Regions from separate parts of the Sus scrofa genome. Here region 2 is linked to region 1. A link is a contact called in public HiChIP or PLAC-seq data. All regions are on one chromosome and are shown on one strand. Each heading gives the region's core, a stretch centred on a gene start, on an enhancer-like site or on the middle of the called end of the contact. The rest is flanking DNA. Distances are from core to core; before and after follow the strand shown. Region 1 has its middle 31 kb from the start of IL7. Region 2 has its middle 99 kb from the start of PKIA.

Region 1 (6,625 bases), core at 2,385-4,884:
ACACCCATGAAATTATCACCACCTTCAAGGTCATAAGCGTATCTTCACCTCTCAAAGTTTTCTCTTACCCCCTTTATTATTATTAGTGTATTTATTTATCTATAATAAGAGCATTTAACATAAATCTGCTCTCTTGCTGAGTTTTATTTATTTACTTTTACTTTTTCGGCTGTGCCCATGGCATGCAGAAATTCCTGAGCCGGGGATCGAACCCTCACCAGAGCATACACTGCAGGGACAACACCTGATTCTTAACTTGGTGCACTACAAGAGAACTCCCGAGTTTTAGGTACACGATCCAGTATTAGTTAAAGGCACTATGCAATTTAGATCTCAAGAACCTATCTATCTTACGTAATTGAAATAAAATGAATTCTCTCGTAACCATTACTTAGGTCAAGAAATAGAACTTTAGCAGCCTTCCCAGAAGCCCCTTCATTTTGTTGTTTTTTTGAATTTTATTTTTTATTGGAGTATAAATGACATAACATTGTATTAGTTTTATTTTATTTTATTTTATTATTTTAGGGTCACACCTATAGCACATGGAGGTTCCCACGCTAGGGGTCATATTGGAGCTGTAGCCACCAGCCAATGGCACAGCCACAGTAACGCCAGACATGAGCCACCTCTGTGACTTACACCCATAGCTCACGGCAATGCCGGATCCTTAACCCACTGAGCGAGGCCAGGGATGGAACCTGCCTCTTCATGGATACTAGTCGAGTTTGTTACCACTGAGCCACAGTGGAAATTCCACCATCATATTAGTTTAGGTGTACAACCTAAAGATTTAATATATGCAGCCTTTGTAAAATGACTACCACAGTAAGTTTAGTTAAATTCCATCACCTCGCATAGTTACACTTTTTTATTCTTGTGACGAGCGCTTTTAAGATCTACTCTCCTAGTAACTTTCAGATATATGATACATTATTATTACCTATAGCCACCATCCTGTACATTGCATCCCCAGGACTTACTTGTCTTATTTTCCCATCTTAATCATGGCTCTTCTCCTTCCGAAAGTACCCATTACCCACTACCCTGACTTTGCTTTTTCTATGATTTTATCACCCAAGAGTGCATGCCCACTTTTTAAAACTTTACATGACTTTTTACTGTTTTTAATCTACACGTTCTTTTCCCTTGGCTTTCTTTCCATTATAATAAATATCCCAAAGATCCTGGGGAAATGGACCTATAAAATTTTTTTGCAGATCACCATATTTATTGTCTGCATTTCCTGTAAATTGGCAACTGGATCCAGATGCTTAATCTGTTGTGAGTCCCTTGGCAAGATCATAGCCATAGCGTGTTCATTAGAAATCTTTATTTCTGAATGTTTTGCTCTCTCTACGTGATAGGGGAAAATGCAGCAAACCTCACTAGGAGTGTGTTATGTGAGTTCCACTGCATGTGAATTGCTGGTGACAGGTTGGGGGTGGATTTTGTGTATGTTTTGTGTATGTAAAGGAGGACTTTGATTCTGCATTATTCACCTGCATGCACAAGGCAGGTGTCATAGGCTGAATATTTGCGTTCCCTCAAAATTCGTATGTTGAACTCCCAGTGTGGTGGTAGGTATTTGGAGGTGGTGTTGGGGACGTGATTAGATTTCAATAGAGTCACCAGGATGGAACCCTCATGATGAAATTAGTGGCCTTATGGGAAGAGGAGGAGAAAGCACTCAGATCAAGGAACAGTCCTGTGAGCACAGTGAGAAGGTGAGGTGGGGGAGAACCTTTGTGACACTCACCCTGCCAGCACCCTCATCTTTGATTGCCAGCTTACAGACCATGGGAAAATAAATGCCAGTTGTTTAAGCCACTCAAAATATTGTGTTTTGTCATAGCAGCCCAAGGAAACTAAGACAGAGGTGGGAAGTCAGGTTGGAGATAAGTTACACACCTAAGGACGTTCAGTTTGGTGGGGCCACGTGTTTTGCTTTGTTTTGCTTTTCCCTGTTTCTTGCATCACCACATTTGCAGTCTGTAAAAATTGCTCACCCTTGCTTCCAGAGTCTCTAGGTAATGAGATTACCTTCCTCTCTGCCATGTTAGAGAAATATGTTACTTTAAAGAAGGGTGTTATCATTAAACAAACAGTAATAAAATTCTAAAGCATGGGTATTCATTTTCTGCACTTGCTTAGCCTCGGGCGGCCAAAATCTGTTTCTTGTAAGGCCTCCTCTGCTAACAGTCCTGTTCTCCACTTACTCACTCTTAGTGAGAATTGGCAAAATTGGCTTTAGTTACTTCTCTGGAAACTGCACATTTTCAGGAAGGGAAGTTGTTCATCAACCTTTGATACTTTTCTTCACACTAATTAAGATTTATTGCATTTGGTAGTGGTTTCTGCCAAAGATTTGTGAACTGGCAGTATTTATGAGTTACAGAACTGATAAACATTTTGTTTCTCATTTTTATTTTTTGGTTCTATCCAAAAGGAGGCCTTTATAAAGGATTCTCATAAGGCATCTGGCTATTTTTTTTCTTTCAAATAAAAGTGAGTGAGTAAAACATCAGTAAGACACGAGTATATGAACTATCAGACAGTTAACCCCTTATGCAGTAGTTCTCGAAGTGTGTTCCTCAGAACCCAGATCTACATCATGTTAATAGGAATTACAGGAGGCAGGGTTTTTCATGGGCAAATAAATGTTAATAACGCAAATGAAAGAAAATTATGGAGTTGCCATTGTAGCTCAGCAAGTTAAGAACCCGACCGGTATTCATGAGGATGTAGGTTCGATCCCTGAGTTAGCTCAGTGGGTTAAGGATCTGGTTTGCCACAAGCTGTGGGGTTGCAGATGTGGCTCCAATCCTGCATTGCTGTGGTTGTGGTATAGGCTGGCAGCTGCAGCTCCATTTCGACCCCTAGCCTGGGAAATTCTATACACTGCAGGTGAAGCCCGAATAGAAAAGAAAGAAAGAAAAGAAAATTAAACATGATTCTTTACTGTAGGACTTTTAGCACCTTTACTATGCAAAAAGGGCCTTGCGAGTATCTAAGACAGACATAGTATGCAGTGTTTCCCAGAACTTATTTGAATTCAGTACCTTTTTTTTTTTTCCTATAAAGTATCATGGAGGAAAAATAAATCTGTCGAACAGACTCTGTGAAACACTGTTCTAGCAGCCTCATTTCCTAATTGTAGGCGAAGAAGAAGAAAAGTCTTTTGTATGAAGCCTTGCAAGCTTAATCCTAAAACATCCTTCATTTCCCCTCCCTCTCTCTTCCTTTCTTCCCTCTGTTCATACAGCAAAAGCTTCAATGCCCATGATGTGCAATTTGTAACTGCTTACTTGACTCATGCTCATATATATAAAACTTTTAATATGCGGGAAATAATGTGTTTCTCTCTTACTTCCCAGGAATATTGTGAAAACCGGATGAAGCAACGCATATAAAGTGTTGTAAAAATCCCATTGCCAGACAATGAACCAGCACTATGGACCAGCATTTTTCAAATATGCTCTTGTAATACACTGACGTGTTGAGCTTCATTGTGAAATAGGTTGCCGGTTCTTACTATTTCCTAGGATATGATGTTATATAGTTTTTTCAGGGCAGTTCAGACTGTGTTTCAGGTTATACTTATCAGAACATTGTTGTCATTCACTTGATTTTTGACATGATTTCTTAAGTGGGAGAGAAAGGGGAAGAGCTCTGGCCAATCTCTTGGGCATCGCCCTGGGGATGGATTGTCTGTGTCATTGGTCTGTGGCTTGTGGGGAGAGCATGTAAAGATTGGAGAGCTTAAGTGGAAGACCCCGGGCCTGGGAAGAGTGAACGTTCATCATTTTAGTAAATGAAGAACAGTTTCCAAAGTGTATGATACAGTGGCTTGAAATTTTGCTGAGTCATGGATTTAATCACATGAGGCTGGATAATAGAGAATGAATCATACTTTGTGACTGAATGTAATAGGTCTTGACAGAAACATGATTTAAGAGATAGCTGGAAGCTTATGCAAATATTCTTTTGAATAACACAGGATGAAGGCAACTGCTTGGCTACCATGATTTCGCTGTGAGTGGAATATACATGTTTTAAGGGCAATGTTTATGTGCATAAAAGGATGTTAACTATGGCTTCACTTTGCCACCTTAGATTTTTCTTTTGGTGCTAAAGAATTTCATAGAGGAGAAGAGGCTATAAGCTGGCTGGAACTAATGGTCCAAGCAGATGAAATCAAAACTTCCTGCCAAATAGATATTGAGCACACAGACCCAGGGAAGAGAAGCCAACCTCAGCATTTAAATGCAAAGAGCATAGTGACTTTTCTACATGGTCACAATGCTGCAGATTTTATGATTATACACAGACTGGTTCTGCCTTTCTGGTAACCAAGGGTATCTAAATCAAGAACAAGTGCACTGTGCCTGCATCTTGGTACTTGAGTATATAAAATTGTGACATGGCACAACTTCTTTTGGGGAGATTTCTTCAGGGCATGCTCCCTTGCGGATAGCACCAGAAACACAAAGCCATATAGACTTTTTTTGTTCTCTACACTGAATTCCCCCTTATTTATCCTGGCTGGCTCATATTCTTTTGGATGCAGTAAAAATATAAAATAGATGACCAGGTCTTGTTATTCAAAATGCCTATTGGAAATCATGTTGCCAGCAAAACACATTTTATCTATGTCCACCAAGGGCTGCTGACTTTGTAGTGAAACTAGATATTTGGGGTGCCAAATATGCCAATAGATGCTTTAGAATTCAATGCATGTTGTCTGTTGAAACAACCCTCACCATGGTACTCAGCATCTCAGGAAAACTTACAGATCTTATTTATATATGGTATGTCTGATATCACTACTCTATTAATGGAAATGCAATGCTAATTATTGTTAATACATAATGTGCATGGGATTTTAAAGTTTACAGAATGTTTTTCTTAGACTTGCTCTCAATGTTTTTGTGGTAGAGAGTTTAGTTATACGCTTGGATGCAGGTATCCTAAAAGGCATTAGGCTTGGCTGAGGTTTTGTTGGAAGCTGAAAAGTGAGCCAAAGCTGGGCTGGGGACACTCCTCTTGCTCTTGGGGCTGGCTCAGTGGAGAGAAGTCAGATGGTGTTGATTCTATCTCATTGCTAATCCTGGAGGTGTGCATACCAAACTCTACAGACCTATGGGTAGGGCAGGACTGGTATGATTCCTGTTGTGGATGGAAGCTTGGAGCCCAGGTGACAAGTGCCTTTCCTAGAGAGCCAAGCTTTGGTTCAGACACACAAAGGAAAGGACTGGCAAGAATGACACATGATCCCGGAACTCAGCCACATGACCAAGAGTCCAGAAAAGCCTTCCAGTCCTGGAAGGAAACCAAGAAAATTAGGTAGAACAGGCCAGACTAGGAATGGGAAATCAGCACTTTAGGAGACAGTTGGGTCCTAGGCTTAGAAAGATCAATGACCAAGGCTAAGCCCTGGCAGATGCTTCCTGGCACCACTGTTTAACCCATAATCTCTACATCCAGAAGTCACGGTGGGGCTCCTTTAAGAAATTGTCCTGAAGACTAGACTTGGTCAAATTGAAGAGCAGAGGCTCTATAGGTGTACATTACACTCTTCCCAGGAGATTCAGTAGTTTGTTGTTGTTGTTGTTGTTTGTTTGTTTGTTTTGTTTTATTGGGCATAGCAGGCCAAGAAGCAGAGTTCCAGTGCTTACTATTATACACACACACAGACACACATATATTTATTTCCTGTGTATACACAAATAGTTTTCTCTCTTGGAAGTATTTAAAAAATTGATCAACCTTCAATTTACAAACACATCATTGGGATGCCTTATTCTGCTGACTCTCAAGCCACACATGGGACTCATAGGAGGATTCGCCTGAGGGCTTAGAACCATGGCATGTGGGGAGGGGCCAGTCAAGAAAAGTGGTTGGGTCCCTCCTCTCTCTCTTTGCTTTTATTTCTTTTTGTTACCCCTACTCTTGCCCCTTTGGACAAGCTCTTAGCAAAGGAAAGAAATAATGACATTTCCTCAACCACAACATTGGACAAGAAGAGAAAGGGGGATGGGAAGAAAACCAAGAGGAAAGGAGGTGTCCTTTGGCTGTTTAGGTTGAGTTTGCAACTTGATGATCTTGGTACTTGCAGACATATTAGTGTTTGGGCCTTATCCTGGAACATTATTACCAGAGTCTCTGGGTATAAGATGCAGATTTTTTTCAAAGTTCCTCAGGTGATTGTAATAGGCAACCAGGGTTAAGATATAGTGACTTCTATTACTAGATCCTTTGCAGATGCATGTAAAAATTATATCCAAGAACTTGAATAATAAAACTTTGGGGAAATCTTACACACACACACACACACACACACACACACACAGAGCCTCTTATTTGCTGTTAACTTAGCTATGACATTTAAATGAGGTCATGAAGCTTTCCTAAAGTGGGCTCTGTGGGGCACTAGTTTCACTCAATGTTTCCAGGCTGGTGTGATAGTGGGGAATGCCATGCTTTCATACTGTGGTTATGGTACTTCCTGTGTCTACCCACTGTGTCTACATTCCTATGTAGGAAAATGGGATGTATAGGAATTCTCCAAGCCCCAAATGTCTTCTTTTTTTCTTTCCTTCTCTTTCTCTTTTAAATGCAGTAA
Region 2 (6,625 bases), core at 1,987-4,486, 320 kb before region 1:
GTATTGATTTGTCATGCACCAAGTAAACTAAGTTCCCAGCTTTAGGCAGACCCCTATATAGTGACGAGGGCAGGGGACCTGGCAGTCAGTGGATGACAAATGCATGGGCCAAATCACCCTGACAACTCCTCTCCATAATAAATCTGGGAAGCTAATTTCTGCTAAATTGCTAATGGCTGCTAATGAGATACTGGATACACATTTAACTCTCCTGATGGTGTATTTGCATTTAAATGAGCCCTTTCTGGAAGGACTCCTTAACCCAAAGGAGTGGTTCTAAGGCTGACATCTTTAGGCACCCAGGGCCTCTGGCTCAGGTTTCATATTGCCATTGTGGAGACTCATAATATCATTAGGGCATTGGATCTGTAATTCCAGAATATCAGAAAGGAAGCATTGCAGACCTCAAAGTCATGATCCAAAGAATGATTTTAAAAAAATGTTTTTGCAATGAAAAGTCATAGATTAAAAAATCAATCTATTTCACCTCACCCTAGCCACGACTCATTAAATTAAATTATCTGTCAGACTGGTGTATGTCAAGGTCCAAGCAGACAGATTCAAGCACTATATGTTGATGTAATGTCATTTCATTTTCTTTCTTTTTCTTTCTATTTCCCCTATGCCTCTTGCCATGTTGTGATATCTGAAACAGTAATTCCTGCCATTTAATATCTTTAATTTTTGTTTTTTCCTTAGCACCATCAACACTGATTGTCTTCCGTGAGCAAAGAAAACCTGGTAAAAGTACTGTGATAGAGAAAGGAAATTATCGTGAGAAACTGTCTATGCCTTCAGTGATTCTGGCATCACAGAATAAAAACTATGCCAGGAAGGACAATACAATATGTGATGGTCATGTCCCAATTCAACACACTTAATCCCCGCTGCTTCATACAAATTGAAAGAAAAGATTAAACATCTTCTTTTTCCATTTCTAAACTCATGTACACACACATACACACAGACACACACACACACAACAAAGGATGTTTGTCAAAGAAGCGTAAGTGGCCCACAGACAAAGCTCCCAATAGCCAAAGCTGCAACAATTTGAACAACAAAATAAAATGGTATTGGATTATAACATCAAGTATAAAATAAATATCCATGAGTCTATATTGATATAAATAATAGAATATGTTCATATTTGGGGGGAAATAGACAAATCTCCTATGCAGAAGAATTCCAAATACTTTCTGTGCCTACTCTCTCCTTAAGGAGGTGGAGAATAAATCTCCAGTCCTTGGATGTGGACTTCCCATGGTGATTTTCTTCCAATAAGTGAAGTGTGGAAGGAAGGGTGGAGAAGCAACTTTACAGTGGAGAAATCTGAGACACTACCTCAGCCAGGTTATCAAGGTCAACATCAAGAGTCAAATCACAATGATAGTATATACCCTTGATATGACCTCATAAAAATGACACTATATCTGTGATTGTCCTCCCAGTAAACCATAAGCCCAGTCTTATCATGAGAAAAGCATTAGACAGATTGCATTAGTGAGGTATGCTACAAAGTATTTGACCACTACTCCTCAAAACTGTCAAGGTTATCAAAAACAAGAAAAGCCTAAGAACTTACTATAGCCCAGAGGAACCTAAGGGGACTTGATAACCAAAAGTGACAAGGTGTCCTGCATGGAAGCCTGGAACAGTTTTAAGGACATAAGGTAAAAGCCAAGGAAATCTGAATAAAATACAGACTTTGGTTAATGTTATTATACTAATATTGGCTCATTAATTGTAATAAAGGTACCAAAATACTGAGGAAATTGGGAATGGGATATCTGAGAATTCCCTGTACTTTCCCCTTAATTTTTTTTGTATATCTAAAAGCATTCTCAAAATATATAGTCTTTATTAAATAAAACAAAAAAGGTAATGATGACTTGATTGTAACAGAGTAGTGGTATTTTGAGATAGCTATAAAAACTGCAATAGGAAATTATCTGTGACATCTATTAGTGATAAAGTCACAGGTACTGCTAATATTATTGTGGTTTGTTGTCTGCATTTGTGTTTAAAGGAAATGCTAAATGCTAAATTTCAATTAGAAGTTAGTGAAATTAAAGATGTAATATTCCTATTCCCGATTCCACATACCCTTTAATATATATGAAGGATCCCCTGTGCTTTGGTGATATTTATGGCCTAACTTTATGAAAGATGAATACGTGATTATTCCACCTTTCAAAAAGCATGCATTCTAGGGTCAAGAATTCTTACGGAGTCCTGCTGGAGCTCTGTTTGCTACACTACCTCCCAGTCTGGAACTGCTAAGCGGAGGGTTGGGAACTCTTCATAGATCGAAAGTACTGTCCTGGCTTTGTGCAATTATACTGTTTAGATGGCTGGACAAATTCAAGAGTAAAGCTGACCTGGACCTAGTTAGTGATGGGCGATTCCAAAAGCACTCTGAATGTGAGAGCTTTCCTCATGCAGAACCCTAGTGTCAAAGAGCCTCTCTACTTGGGAATGGCTCTATATTAGGAAAAGAAACCCCGGTTAAACTGCAAAGAGAGCACATCCTTGGCCTTTTCACCCCTTAAATCCCCGAAACGCTGATCTAATCAGTTTAGGAGGCGAAGAAAGGGAAGGAGGGAGAAAGGGAGAGAAAGAGAACTGTTAATAGCTGGTGCCAAATTAAAGAGAGAAGGAAAGGGCTTATATGGGTATGTGCTTATATTATTCCTAAAGCCAATTCTGGTAAATTCTTCCGGGAAGGAAGAGATACAGCCATCTGTTCTTGTGGATTCAGCTTCTTTGTTTCCAAATGTTATAGCTGTCACCAGAGCAGGCTTCTCAAATGGGGCGGGGCGAGGGGGGTGTTAGAGGGGGAACATCTGTCCACTAAGTACTCCGCTAAACAGCAACAAAATACTGGGGCTACCCCTGTCTCTTTCCTTGAATGCTTTCTCTAGTGGGTCTACTTCTCCACTCCCTTGGGAGTTTCCTGTTCCATTACGTAGGCAAGAGGGCGAGAGGTCCCAGCTTTCATAATTGTGAGTGGTTTGGTTGTGCGTGTACGTGTGTGTGTGTGTGTGTGTGTGTACGCGCGCGCCCGCCTTGGGAGAAAGTAGAGCCTGATACAAGAGGTTTGGAAAAACTGGTTGCCAATTTAAAACATTTTCGGAGTATCTGAATGTTTATCTTAAAAGCTAATTCCACTCTCAAATTTAGCGAAATGAACAATACTGATAAGGAAGATGAAGAGGGTGGGAAACCCACACAGCAGAATGGAGCTGTCCATGCCGCGGGAGGGACAGGGGAGCGCTCGGCGGAAAGGCGCTATGCAGAGAAAGTCTCTCTGGCTCTTCTCTCTCGGTCTCCCGTCCAGCGACGCGTCCTCGGTAAAAGCATTAATAGAAAATTATCCTAAAAGCGGGAAGGGTAGCGGTCGTCGGTCACAATTTCCAGGAGCCAGTCCCTGCAGCCGGGAGATGTCCCTCTCCCCCCGCGGCTGGCGCGGAATGTGGCGATCCGGCCCGGGGCGGGGGATGACTTCATGCGGCCGGAGCTTGGCGGCGGGAGCAGCTGCTGCAGCTGGCAGGTGGGGTGGGGGCCGGTGGAGCTGACCACGTACCGGCCCGGCGCGGTGGCACTGCGGCCCCGGGGCAGTGGGCGCTGGGGACATGCGCTGACTTGATCCGGAGAAGGTAAGCAGCCCCGCTATTATTAGCCTCGGCCACACTGCGCGGTGCTTTCCGCTCGGTTAATAATGGGGTTTGTAATACAGAGGGAAGAAGGGGAATGTCCCTCCTGCATTCTGCAGTGGGAAAGGGAGCAACAACTGGAATTGAAATGTTAATCAGCCAAGTGCCTGAGATTGGAGGAGCGGTGTTACTGGGCAAACAAAGAAGGCGGTCAGCCTTTATACTCTTTAAAGATAATCAACCATTGCAAAGCCAGACTCGCTTAGACATTGAAGAGGATTCAAAATGTAAAATAATTTTTGAGCTGCACATTTACGCTGCTACCTTCAACCTTCACTTGGTTAATTTCTGCTTTGGGAGCAGCAGGTCCTTGGCAGCAGCCTGGAGAAGTAATCAGGAATCTTCCTTCTTCTTCCTCCTTCCTCTACCCTCTCCCTTTCCAGTTATCAGAATGGGGTTGTGCACATTTCAATGTCAAACAGCCACTTCAATGGAACCTTTAGAAGGAGTCTCACATTAGAGGAGAAACTTATCTCTTGGAGTTCAGCTTGGGTTAGCAGCACTTGTCTCTACTTCTCCTTTCAATTTACCATCTTCTCTTGTCAATCATGTCATTGATTACCCCCCCTCCCATGCTGTGCCCCTTCCCACGCCACTCTTTTCAGCTCCTGTCCACCACCTCTGTTCCATGACTGATTTTGTCAAGGACCCAGAAAGGGCATTGCTCTTCACCGCGTTTGAGCTGTTACCTGTGTCCGTCACCCTAATACATGGTATGAAAAATCCTTTAAGCCTATTACCGATATGGTTTCTGATAACTCCATTGTAGCGCCTGTGGCTACTGGCCAGCTTTCGAGGACAGCAGAAACTGTTGGGGTGTGAGAAAGCGGTCCATACCTACGTATTTTGCTCCCTGTGCATGGGAGTAGGTGGAAGTAGAAATGTGAGTGTCAGTCTATCCAGTATTTACTTGGATCTTTTTAAATCCATCTGGGTTGTGAGATATCTAGCTTGGTAGAGTATGAGGCAAGCCCTCCCTCAAAAGCAAGCAGTGCATTTGTCCTAGGATTCCTCAATAACCTCCAAAGAGTTTCCAGAGAGGCTTTCCCCACAGGCAGTCAGAAAGCCAGGGGAGCTGGCCCAATTTAAACTTCAGGATATTTGAGCATCCTCAAGTTAGTCTCCCCTTTTAAGGGTTCTAACCTAGGATTTCCCCACACAAGTGCCTTGCTGCCAAGCTCCTGCCTCTTCCTGTTGCCCACGGAGGGATGTACATGTGAATGTTATTCTGTGAAATGGTTAAGATGGCTGTGGTGGGGATTGCAAATGTGCCACTTCACCAACGGAGAACAGTTGCAATAAGCCAGACTGTGTGGTGTTCTGTGTGCCACCATTCTATTTAAAAGGAGATTTGTTATCTTTACATTTGCAATGAAAGAGTCAATTGGACTCAAAAGCTGAGCAGTTTTATTTTAGCAAATTGAAATAGGAAATCAGTGGAAAAGCGGGGCAGGGTTTATAGCGAAAAATATTAGCTCTGCTTTTTTAAATATTGTTTTTAGACGAAGATATTGGTTCTGCAAAATCATGTTCATTCTATTATACATCATTATTGGTTTTTGGTGATAAATTCTCAATTTATAAATACACTTTGAAAAGACTGGAATTGGTTTCTTTGTCTCTACCGTCAGTATTTGGGGCAGAAGGAGTGGAGGGAGTGGGCAAATCCTATTCCAAGTGGCCCATTCCAGGAACTGTTTTCCTGGACCATGAAAACCTCTGGGTCAAATTTTTTTTTTTTTTTTGGCTTGTTTTTGTTGTTATTATTATCTGTTGAATGTAGTTTGTGTTTGAAATGTTAAATTTCAGAATTCCAAAAATTTGACTCTGGCACACCAACTAGGGGAACAAAGGAGAACAGCAAAACCCTTTATTCTACCACCTTTCTGGCCTAATCATAAAATATTCAACCATAGGAATAATTATTCTGATAATAAGTGAGAGTGAGAAACATGTTAAAATAATAATTCATTTTTAAGAAAGTAGCCCAAAGTATGTGACATACAGCATACAGATTAGTGCAACTGACCTTAAGTACTATAAGAATTTCTGTAATTTTAAAAACTGTCTTTATACTGAAGTATAAGACGTGAATATATCCTAATGATGGTAAGAAATTGACAGCGTCTATTACTTGGTTTCTGGAAAAACTGAATTCTTTGATAGGAAATGGGTCAGGATTAGGAGATTGGTGCTGCCTAAGCTGGTGTCATAACTGCCAGTGATTTTACAGGTGAGGATGCATGAAGTTATGGATGAGGGTTGGAGAAGCCTTTTTGGGAAGAAAGAAAACAAGATAGAAAATTTAATTTCTTGTTTCAGTACAACTGAATATGATAATTAAATTTAAAGGATTTCTGCATCTGGGCTTTATTATATTTAAACAATTTCTGAGGCAAGTTTCTAAATTCAGAGTCCTAGGAAGAAATATGTGTATGATTTCCCGACTAAAACTGATTTATGACTTTATTTCCCTTTTTAAAAAAAAAAAATTACCAGAGAAAGGAAACATTAATTGCCTAGTGTTAAGAAATGGAGGAGGAATACAAAATAGGAAGATGTGCACTATTAGATGCTAAATGAACTGTAGGAACTTTTTGTAGTTTTGACAAGATAGAATAGAAGTCAGTCTGTTGCTGGAGTTTTCCTGTGGTGCAGCGGGTTAAGGATGAGGATCCAGCATTGTCAGTGGATGGACAGTGGGTCACTCCTGTGGTGTGATTTTCATCCCTGGCCCAGGAACTCTCCAATGCCATAGACAAGGCCAACAAACAAGCAAACAAATGAAAAAAGAAATCAATATGTTGCTTTCTAATCACATAAAAATTTACTCCAGTGGTGGTCAGTATTATCAGTAAATTGAGTACATATTTAGGAATCAAAGTTGCCCTCTCCTAACAAAAGTCATT

Evidence for each region. HiChIP or PLAC-seq counts read pairs in DNA pulled down with a chosen protein or histone mark.
Region 2: an H3K27ac HiChIP or PLAC-seq map of alveolar macrophages shows a contact between it and region 1. The contact joins two enhancer-like sites. A contact is called at or near these places in 1 of 47 Hi-C or Micro-C datasets (embryonic fibroblasts) and 1 of 2 datasets of contacts at active chromatin or transcription factors (alveolar macrophages).

The regions. Positions count from the first base shown.
Region 1 is chr4:57,651,205-57,657,829 of Sscrofa11.1, reverse strand. No RefSeq gene overlaps it. Among named protein-coding and RNA genes, the nearest start is that of IL7, 31 kb to the left of the region's middle. Within about 2 kb of position 3,634, at least 3 of the 83 cell types and tissues checked have an H3K27ac peak or open chromatin away from gene starts, as enhancers often do. A contact at or near this core is called in alveolar macrophages, where this site is marked.
Region 2 is chr4:57,974,497-57,981,121 of Sscrofa11.1, reverse strand. No RefSeq gene overlaps it. Among named protein-coding and RNA genes, the nearest start is that of PKIA, 99 kb to the right of the region's middle. Within about 2 kb of position 3,236, at least 71 of the 83 cell types and tissues checked have an H3K27ac peak or open chromatin away from gene starts, as enhancers often do. A contact at or near this core is called in alveolar macrophages, where this site is marked.